Linked DNA regions of Oryzias latipes: region 2 is linked to region 1. The links are chromatin contacts, called in public Hi-C maps. All regions are on one chromosome and are shown on one strand. Each heading gives the region's core, a stretch centred on a gene start, on an enhancer-like site or on the middle of the called end of the contact. The rest is flanking DNA. Distances are from core to core; before and after follow the strand shown. Region 1 holds the start of ndfip1 (NEDD4 family-interacting protein 1). Region 2 has its middle 24 kb from the start of spry4.

Region 1 (5,316 bases), core at 1,116-3,615:
TTCATAATAATACTTGTAGAAGATGTTGAAAATATTACATGCAATATACAATCAAAAGGTAATATTAAAAATAAAAATTGGATTTCCCAATCTATGTATTTATCTGATGTGACTGAAAATGACATTTTGACTACAGTATACAAACTAAAAAACAAGACCTCAAAGGACAGTGACGGGATTGACATGAAATTAATAAAAATGATCATAGATTGTGTTGTAAAACCACTACATCATATCTTTAATCTTTCACTTAAATTAAGAATTTTTCCTGAGAGGATGAAAATAGCTAAAGTTATTCCTTTTTTTAAAAATGGAGACAGACATACTTTTAATAATTACAGACCAGTATCATTACTTTCTCAATTTTCTAAAGTATTTGAAAAGTTGTTTGTTAACAAACTAGACAGCTTTATTGAAAAAAATAAATTGTTAGGTGAGAATCAGTTTGGGTTTCGTTCTAATAGGTCTACAGATTTGGCTATAATGAAAATAGTTGAAGAAATTGCAACAGCAATTGACAAAAAGAAATGCACAATAGGAGTTTTCATGGATTTAAAGAAAGCTTTTGACACCATAGATCATTCTATCTTGATTTCTACATTATATGCATATGGGGTTAGAGGAATCGCCCTGAACTGGATCACCAGTTATTTAAAAAACAGACAACAAAATGTACAGTTTGGAGGTAAGAAGTCTGATCTCATGAATATTATTTGTGGACACCCACAAGGCTCAATTGTAGGACCTAAACTTTTTATTTTATATATAAATGATATTTGTGATATTTCTAAGTTGTTACAGTTTGTTTTATTTGCTGATGATACTAACTTTTTTTGTTCTGGGGATAATCTGAAAACCTTAGCTAAAAGTATTGAAATGGAAATGATAAAACTCAAAATGTGGTTTGACTACAATAAACTATCTTTGAATCTAACAAAAACAAAGTTTATGGTATTTGGTAATAAAAACAGAACAGAAGTGACTTTGTCCATTGACAACATAAAAATAGAACAGGTGTCTGAATTTAAATTTTTAGGGGTTATGTTGGATGACAAATTAACATGGAAATCTTATATATTTTATGTAAAAAATAAAGTAGCCAAGAGCCTTTTTGTTCTGAACAAATCTAAATATGTTTTACCATGTCATATTATGCACATGTTATATTGCTCTTTGGTTTTACCTTATTTTACATATTGTATTGAAGTGTGGGGAAATACATATGAAACTAATATAATGCCCTTAATTCTACTACAGAAGAGAGCTATTCGAATTATTCACAAAGCTAATTTTAGAGATCACACAAATGAACTTTTTATTAAGTCAGGCTTATTAAAACTTAAAAATTTAATTGAATTGCAGACCTTATTAGTTATGTTTAAAGCCAGAAACAGAGATTTACCAGAAGACCTACAAAAGCTTTTTATTTTTACCACAGGAGAAGAAAATCATAGGAGAAAATTTGATTTCAAACAACAGATTGCTCAAACAACATTAAAGCAAAAGTGTTTGTCTATTGCAGGGGTAAAAATGTGGAATTCCCAGGAGAATCAGTTAAAAAGTTGTCAAAATATTATTAAATGTAAACGCATGTATAAAGCTAAACAAATTAGTTTGTACAAACTTGACTGTTGAATGGAATTTTTGGAATGTATGTATTAAATGAATGGAATGTATTTACTGTGTAGTGGAACTGTACATTGTGAAATCTGAGCACAGGTGATGGTGTGAGAAATGTAAATGTAATGTTTAAAAGGGAACAGATAATTATAAGAATTGTGTTCTTCAATTCTGCTCCCTTCCAATCATGAAAATGTTCAATATGTAAGAGAAACATGTAAACATTTGAACATCAATTTTCATGAAAGGAACAAATAAATAAATGAAATGAAAGTTTAATGCATCCCACTCCTAAAATAAAAAAAAACCCTGAAAAACAAAACCATCAGCAGAAGTCTTTAAACTCATAAACCAGAAGTATTTATGCGAAATGTTACATCATTGAATGATTGAGACTTTGATCGGAACAGATGTGTATATCTAAAAATACTGTACAATATATTTTTAAAGATATTTTAATTATTTAAGGTTTTTAAGGCTTAAAAATGTAACGCTGATAAATATGTATGCCAGTTAATTTTTTCGTAGTTTCTGTAAAGAAAGCTGTAGAGATTTTTAGAATGTGGCTTTTATAAAGCTCATAAACCAATTTCGCAAACATAGCATTGCTCTGGAGGACAAACGGAAGTGACTCAACTTAGAATTCAAAATAAGATCAGAAAAAAGATGTATTTGTTTATTTGTTGCTACGAGAAACTTTCTTAAAATAAAAAAAAATAAAAACTGCAAAAGAAAAATAAAGAATAAGTCAAAAAGTTACACAAAAAAGCCAACAGCTTTGCAATACTGACTCTTAGTTCTCAATGTTTGTTGTATGATTTACGCCGCTAACCGGAAGTAGTTTGGTTATCACCAACTGTTAAAATCTTGACGAACATTGTTATCTTAGAGCAGCCGATTGCCATCGTGGGTTTTCGGTGACTACCGTTATATAATTTTGTCTCTTCTGTGTGAGGGTCAGAAATTCCTCCTTCAGTTGTTTATTCCGAGCCGTCTAAAGTGGAATGGCGGAGCCAAGCGCCAGATATCAGCAGGTATAATAAGATATTGTTATCGATTATCGATGCATTTACACAGTGAATCTGTTGGCAGGAATGGCTTATGGGTGTGTAGTAGTTTCCGGTTGTCGTCGTGGGTGCTAACTGAATTCGAAGATGGATGTCAGACTGTCAAAAATACATTTTCCCTAATGAGTCCCTTTTTTGTCCAAATTTAACTTAACAAGGTAACCTGTCGAAAACGTTTTGGGTTGTACGGTTTAACCGTAAGTGGTGTATTTCTCGAATTAGCCATAGTCACATGCTTATGCTAGCTGAGCTCAGCTGGTTAGTGGAAAATCAGAGTGGATAGGTTAACGAGGCCAGCTAGAATTATGATTACAATCTAAGCCTCTGTCTCAGTTGGTTTCCCTGCTGCATGTTATCTAGAAGCTGTCATGGTGACTATCATTGTGATTAAACGCTGTCATTACTGATGACTCATTCTTGCTGCGCTCGTCTTTTAAAAACACTAATGATGCTCCGATCGACCACTTAAACCGGAAAGACCGTCTTGTGTTTGCTGTTATTCGATCAGCTGATGACAATAGAATTGTTGATTTTTAGGGTCAGAGGACTAAAATTTGTCGTTTTGGCTAGCTGTGGCATATTTGACAAACTGCTATCAACTTTTCCTAAAATTGCCAAATAGATTAACAATATGAGACTAAAATGGCTTTAAATATAGTTACTGAACATGTAAATATTTTCTTAGTTTTCCACTTGTTGGTGTTTCCTAACATGCTTAATTATTTAACAATTTTTAGAAACATACTTAAAAAAATGTCAAGTAACTATGTGTGAAAGCAAACATATTGTTTTATTTTCATCTTTAAATTTTTTTTTTTTCCTAAGACAGGATGAAGTCTATGTTTGTGACATAGCATCCCGTTTATGCTTTCATCACAGAAGAAAAAGATAAATGTTTTTCATGCAGATTTTCTTTGCAATTGTCACTTTTTTTTGTACCCAAAGCATATTTTCCGTACCGTTTATGACCTGTTTTTAGCCATGTTGACCCTTGATGGCGGATGGAAATTTCTAGCAGTTTCGGTTCTGTTTACATTACAGATCTTTGGCTCAAACACTTGAATGCTGTTTTGTCTTGTTTGCAGCTGCCTAATGAGGACACTGAAGAGAGTCAACAGGAAGCAGCAGACGCACCGCCTCCATACAGCAGCATCTCTTTGGACAACTCTGGTAAAAACTCAATTTAACTACATATTTATGTAATCTTAACATTTTTGTTGTGATTTCTGGTTCTATTTTGACAAGGCAGCTGTATAAATTAGGATTATTCAATAGAAGCTAGATCCTTAATTTGTTTTTAATGTGGTTACTGTCATGTGTACAGGACTTTTGAATGTTTATTATAACATTTGTTTCAAGTTGCTTTGTGTTTTTCTGTAGCCTTCTTTGACTACAAGGAGGATGGCGTTTTCCCGAAGCCTCCGTCTTACAACGTAGCAACTACACTACCTTCCTATGACGAAGCAGAAAGAAGTAAAGCCGAGACCTCTGCTCCACTGGTGAACGCCAGAGTGAGTGTTTCTCTTCCTTTTTTTTTTCTCCGGTCACATTCGCTGTAAATGGTGCAGCATTTGCATGCGATGCGAAGCCACATGTTGGCTTTTTTCAGCTATCTTAGTGGCTGCTAGGCAGGAAATGTTTGTTTTTTCTGCTGTGAAGTGTTCTTTTGTATTCCCTGAAAGAGCTTCTGTCTTCTGTTCAAAAATGCTGCATCAACTTTTTTTTCCCCTCTAAATTTGTACTTCTTTATTTCTACTTGTTCCCATGAATGTAGATAATAAAAAAACACTGCATTTGCATCATTTTAAATTTGAAGGGAAACTCAAGACTATGAAAAATTATCTGCTGAAACAACACATTTTTTGCATGTTGAAAAGCAAATAATAGGATTTTTCCAGAGAACATTGTAGGAGAAAAAAGGGCTCATATATGGTTGTGAGAAAAATGAGTTTTCTTTTTTTCTGCTAAAGAAATTTTCTTCCCTATAGGTTTATATTTGTGACAAATAATATATCAATTATCAGCTATAATGTGTAGACAAGCTTTGAATGTAATAATATTAATTTAAATATTTTAAAGACACAGGAAGACTATTTTTGAGGTGTCACAATTCTGAGACAGTGACACTAGAATGGTTTTCTTTTGCTGAAACCTACTAAACACTTTCTGTTGATGTACAAATGACTTTACCTTGTTTAAGTATAGTCCAAAATATGACTTTCTTGGTAGAAAAAAAATGTCTATAGACTTTGTTAATATTAACATGTATTTTAGTTGGAATGAAATGATCAAAATCCAGAATTAAACATTGTCACTCAGCTGACATCACACCACCAAGAGTTCATGAAGGAACATCCTTATAAGGATGCAAACATTACAACAGAATATGGCTGAATTTAAGCAGCTGCAGCTGAAACAGGAAAGAATGGTAGAATATGTCTCTCTAATCAAAGAGCACACAGAAGTTTCACACCTGACAGAAGACAGACCCTTTTTGATGTGTTTCTCTGTCACACATTGCTCTGCGCTCGCCAGCAGCCTCAGCACAGAGAGCGCCTGGAGACCTTTGATGATGTTACTCGCAGTTCACTGGAGGTAACTAGGGGAATGTCTTTGATTAAAAAGCCCT
Region 2 (5,316 bases), core at 1,957-4,456, 91 kb after region 1:
GCATAATCGCATTTAAGAGATCCAAAAACATGTCTATGAAAACGAACACAATTTTTGTGAAATAAAAAATCATTTCAAGAATGTCGACAACATTCTGAACGTTTCTATAATTCTGAAGTTTGACAGGACAAACTTATAAAATTCATTGTACTTGCGATGAACAAGATCCACGAATACTGGCGTGAAAAAAGTGAAAGATTTTTATTCATGGATTAAGAGTAAACAGTAGTATGCTAATAATGTTTACTGTCTTTTTTGGCCTTATTTGCTTTAATTGTAAAAACTGTGTCTGCCTGATATGAAATCAAACTTTATTTATATAGCACACGACTCAAACACAACACAAACACATAATACAAATATAACACAATATGACAACAGACTGGGTGTTTTCAAGAAGTTCAATGTCAAGAGGCATAATATTGGTAAAAACGTTTTTAGATGTATCCGTTTTTATGTAAAAAAAAAAAAGGAAAAGTATGTCATTGCAACAAAACAATAATTTTATTATTGTTATGAATATCATGAAGCGCCTGTTCGCTCATCATTTTATTTTTAATCCGTGTGGTCAGTGTTTTCTTTGTGGAAGAACGGAGCTGGAAGAAGCCAGGGTTAGGAGAAGGCTAACACGCGCTAACAACATTAGCCTTGTTTAAAAAACATAAAATCCATGCGGGAAATGTCGCAATCTGCATCTTGGCTGCACATAGATATGTGGGAATAACAGCAGCCTTTATTTAGTCGGGACACGACTGGAAACACAAATGACGTGATTGAACGGTTTCTAAGGACTGAGCGGCATTTCTGCTTTGAAAAGCTAACACACTGCCCACAAAGCCGCTGTGTGTGAGCTGACAGCCTGGCTCGGACACACAGTTCTCCTGAGTCCGGCAGCCGCTAACCCAGAGCGGCGAGTCGGAAGCTTCCCCCTCGGAGCGCATACGTACCAACCCCCCCCCCCGTCCGAAAACACAAAGCTATCACTCCGGCTGCTCTGCTCAGAGACACGGTTCCCTCGCGCGGAGCAGCCGGTCTGTCCTGCATGAGCTCCTAAGCTTTCTCTGGAGCATCGCACAGTCTATGCATGACGTAAACCAGAGCAGTAGTGACACACGATCGGAACGAACCATTTACATGCAACACGATCATCAATCGGCATAACCCACCCATCTCGATCGGATCTGAACGAGTCTGATCGGGGCAGAGTATTCTGAACGCCGTGTTTACATGACACATTTTTCTTCCGATCAGGCGTTCTTTCCGATTACTTTTGTCCATGTAAACGCAGCTAATGAAGATGAAGAAAAAAGGTTCAGCGCACTGTCTAGTGGGTCTAGATGACCCAACTCCCAATGTTAAAGTGCCTAGGATAGCACAAGGGCTACAGAATGTCAGGCCGATTGGTTAGCCCTCAAACATTTTTACCACACCAAATCTGGCCTTCTTTGCAAAAACTTTGGACAATCCCAGTTTTGAGAGTGATTCGGAAAATTAAGTTGCTCAAAAAACCTGGAAAAGTTCAGGGAGGTACAACGGCTGCTCTTTCATGTGGTTGTTATATAACAAAAGAGATGAAGACATGAAGAAGAAAACCTGTGCTCTTGTAATGCCTCAACTGCTCTTACGGGTGGATACGGGCCATCTGCGGGCAAATTTTAACATCTTTGTGTGTCTGTAGACAGAAAATGCTCATGCACATTTTTCCTAAGGGCATTCTGCAGATGACAGGTCGTTACGAACACTAAAACAACACATAAGATAAATAAGGGTGTGAGACACAGGTACGTCGTATGGCTTTTTCCTTTTCTTGGGCAGCCTACGGTTGTCCTACATATCACCTGCAAACCCTGAGTGTGCCGCTTTCGCTAAAGGTCGATAAGGAGTCATTACATGCATCTTATTAACGACAAGAGTGCCTGGTTAGGGCACTGTATGATAGCGTCACCCGTACGTAATAAGTGCATGTAACTTAAATTACCCTTGCAAAGGCTTCACGATACACTTACCACATGCAGAACAATGGTACTTTCCAATTCCATGATGTTCCTTAAGTGTACGGCATTAGCCTCAAGGAAACTGCAAGACACTCCTGTGCTCCTCTTAAAATGGAGCCCCTCCTCTATATGACCCTTCAAGGGCCCAGACAACCCAAAACCTGCAGCACCTTTATGGGTCAACCCCCTGTGACTCAGGCCTAAGTCCTCTAGCGTGTGTTGTAAAGTGTCTTCACCTTCTAACCTTACAGAGCTGACAAGAATATTTATAATTTGTGCCTCAGATTTGAGATGTTCAGAGTTTTTTAGTTAAATTACAATGAGTTTGCTTTGTTTACTCGCTTTGTTTCACTGCAAAGTCTGAGTGCATTCACACTGAGGCTGCACAGCACCAGGGTTCACTTCCAAGTACACCAAAGGCCCTCGTCTTCAGGAAAGCAGAGTTTGCTTGTTTTATCTGCACCAAAATTCAGGTAAGCACTCGCAGAAAAAAGAGACTATCCAAGATAAACTTAGGCGGAGGCCACACAGCACAATGTTGACTACTTTTGGTCTTCATCTTTACAAAGAGGCTTAATTCTATCAAACTCATGTAAAAAAAAAGGAATGTAAGGCATATAAAGTAGTTTTTTTCTTTATGACGTTTAAATTGTACATTCAAGCAGCTGAACCACCAACCTTTTTTGACAAGGTCTCAATAGTGAGACCTGGAAGGAAAAAAAATGTTTACATTCCCTCTTTTTTATGTATAAATTCATTTCAGAATTCTGAACGAGCTGTTTTATGCACGACAATAAAAAAAGTTCTCTGGAGCTTTTACCTGAAACTGATAATTCCCTGTATCTGACAGGGGAAAGAGGGCAAACTGGAGCTTGTGTGGGTGTTTGAGGACACAGAGGTTGAGGTGTGAGGAGCTGAAGAACAACCCTGACTTTTTCAGCTTAGTTCATCCTCCTGTAGCAAATGTGCAGCTGGTTAGCCATAACCTATTCTGTTTTGGCCCATAGGAAGCCAAAAAAAAATAAAATTCAAATACATTAAATGTTGTTTTACTTTAGAGAGTAATAAGTGTGGGGGTTTTGCATGGAGAAGAGGGATAGAAAAAAAGAGAGGACACAGAGGTTGTGTTTTGTCCGGCGGGAACGTGGGAGCTATTACACAAGGGACACTGGGAGGAAGGAAGGAAGAGAGAGTCACGGAGGGGGAATGGGTGGAAAAGGAGGAGTAGAAGGCCCCAATAGGGATTAGTGGGCCAGCTGCTCCCTCAGGGGCCAGAAATGAGCTACACTTTAATTCTGGCAGGAAGAGGGACTCCAAAGAAAGAGAGAAAAAAGGGAACAACTGAAAAAGGACTAATATGAGAAAGGAAGACCAAAGGAGTTAAACAAGGTCAAATCTTAAAAAGAGGGCAAGGCAATAGACCAACATTAAAATAAAAAATGCAATAAAATGCAATTACCTGGTCTATTTACGTAACAAAAAAGCAAAAACAAATAAGTCAAAAAAAATTCTAATCACAAAAAGTTGTTTCACATTCTGCATTAGTTTTCTCTGAGTATGCAGTTTGTAACAGATAAATAAAATACTAAAAACGTGTAACATGTAACATCACAGAGCCAGCATCTAATTGGAATGGTTTGAAAACATGTGGGTCAATACAAACTAAAAAATCCATAGTTAAAAATAAGTTGTGTTGTTTTTAACCCCACTCTGTGGGTAATTTCAACGCAGGAAAGAAAAATAAACAACTCAGTAAAAAAACATGTATAGGGTTAAAATTAAACCACTATAACCCAAATAATGAGTATTGCTCCAAAAAGTAACCCAAAAATATATCCCAACATGAATAAACCAAAGATTAGGTTGAAGAAATAACCCAAGTAGAGTGTAAGAGTTGAAATCAGCCAGATCCTGATGTAAAATTAAACCAGTGCCTCCCCCTTATTTTTCTTTCCATTCAGACAGATGACATACAAGAGGTCAAGTCTATTAAAAGAGAAAAGAAGGATGAGAAAAACGAGTACCCCCCCCCCCCCCCCCCCCCCGTATTTTAGTGCTATTTATTGTCAGTTTATTTCCGTTTTTCTTTATTATTCTCTGTTGTTTCTGAGTTTATAACAAAGCAATTTCCCTGTTGTGGGATCAGTTAAAGTTCTATCCATCTAAGCTCCTCATAGCAAGCATTTCAGATAAAGACAATATAAAATTCTGATTACGTTTGACAGATTCCTTTTCTACTGAAATGTGATTTTTGACCACCTGTTCTTCAACTATCCTTCAGTCACTGATAAAAAAAAGACTATCTTTTGTTTGATTAATCTTTGCTAGATCTGAAATAAACTGAGCGATTCCTTGAAGCTGCATTACGCAGCATTCCAAGCTTTTTACATACAGTATGTGGCAGAGAAGTGTTTGTGTCGACCGCAGAGACATTGTGAATGAGGTCATGGCTGACATACCACACAGGCTGCACATCTCTTTACAATCAGCCACTGTTTTTGATATCTCCATCAAGACGATTAGACAGCGAGCCACTCGAACATGCTCATTTCTTGTGCCAGGAAAAGGAACGAAGCCATCAAGCTGGAAACATTAACACTGGCCAAAACGCATTGTGAATAAAAAAAAAAAAAAAGACATTTTAATCGTTCTAAAAAAACCTTGAAACTCAAGAGTACGAAAGAAGATACTGAGATTTTTTCCCCTCGTCTTTCCTTCCTTCTGCTTTTTTGTCCTTTTTTTTTCTCCATATGGCAGCCATTTGTCTGGAGGAGGTCTGTCAGACATAAATAATAGGTTATGAAAAAACAGGAGGGAGGAGGGTGCTTTCTTTCTTCCTGAGGGACAGGATCTCCAGAGGCCCTTGTGTCCTTCATAGCAAAAGAGGGAGAAAGTGGGAGAGATGGATTGATTAAGGAAGGAGTGTGACACAAACTATACGGAGGTAGGTTGACGTGTGTGTGCTTTTTGGAATTACCGTGGATTTGGACGAAGGCAAACAACAGATGCAGAAGAGAACAGTTGTAAAAAGAAACGTTTGTTTTAAAGTTGGATAAAAAAAATGATGCAGCCTCACAAGTTCAGACAGCAGAGGGTGACTTTTATACGTTAGGTTGAGTGCAAGGCAGCGCTAAAGCCTTCCTAAGTTTGTGTCCACTGATTTTCATCTGAAACCAATTAGTTCCAAACCACGAAGACAACGCCAAGCCTAGTTTTTAAAAACATCCTCTCTTTCCTTATCTTCCCCCTCCTGTCTGTTCATGTGTCGGGCTCTGCAGCTCTCTGCTGGATCTAGACTGCGAGCGTGCACGCCAAGAATATG

Evidence for each region. Hi-C and Micro-C count contacts between places; a contact is called where the count stands out from the background.
Region 2: a contact with region 1 is called in a Hi-C map of fibroblasts, with 1.8 times the contacts expected there. The contact joins the enhancer-like site here to the promoter of ndfip1 in region 1. A contact is called at or near these places in 2 of 5 Hi-C or Micro-C datasets (embryo and fibroblasts).

What each region holds. Positions count from the first base shown.
Region 1 is chr14:6,699,755-6,705,070 of ASM223467v1, forward strand. It overlaps ndfip1 (NEDD4 family-interacting protein 1), which reads left to right and starts at 2,366. Exons shown (of 7, transcript XM_004076117.4): 1 at 2,366-2,654; 2 at 3,773-3,857; 3 at 4,068-4,198. The coding sequence starts at 2,625.
Region 2 is chr14:6,790,120-6,795,435 of ASM223467v1, forward strand. No RefSeq gene overlaps it. Among protein-coding and RNA genes, the nearest start is that of spry4, 24 kb to the left of the region's middle. Within about 2 kb of position 3,207, at least 3 of the 8 cell types and tissues checked have an H3K27ac peak or open chromatin away from gene starts, as enhancers often do.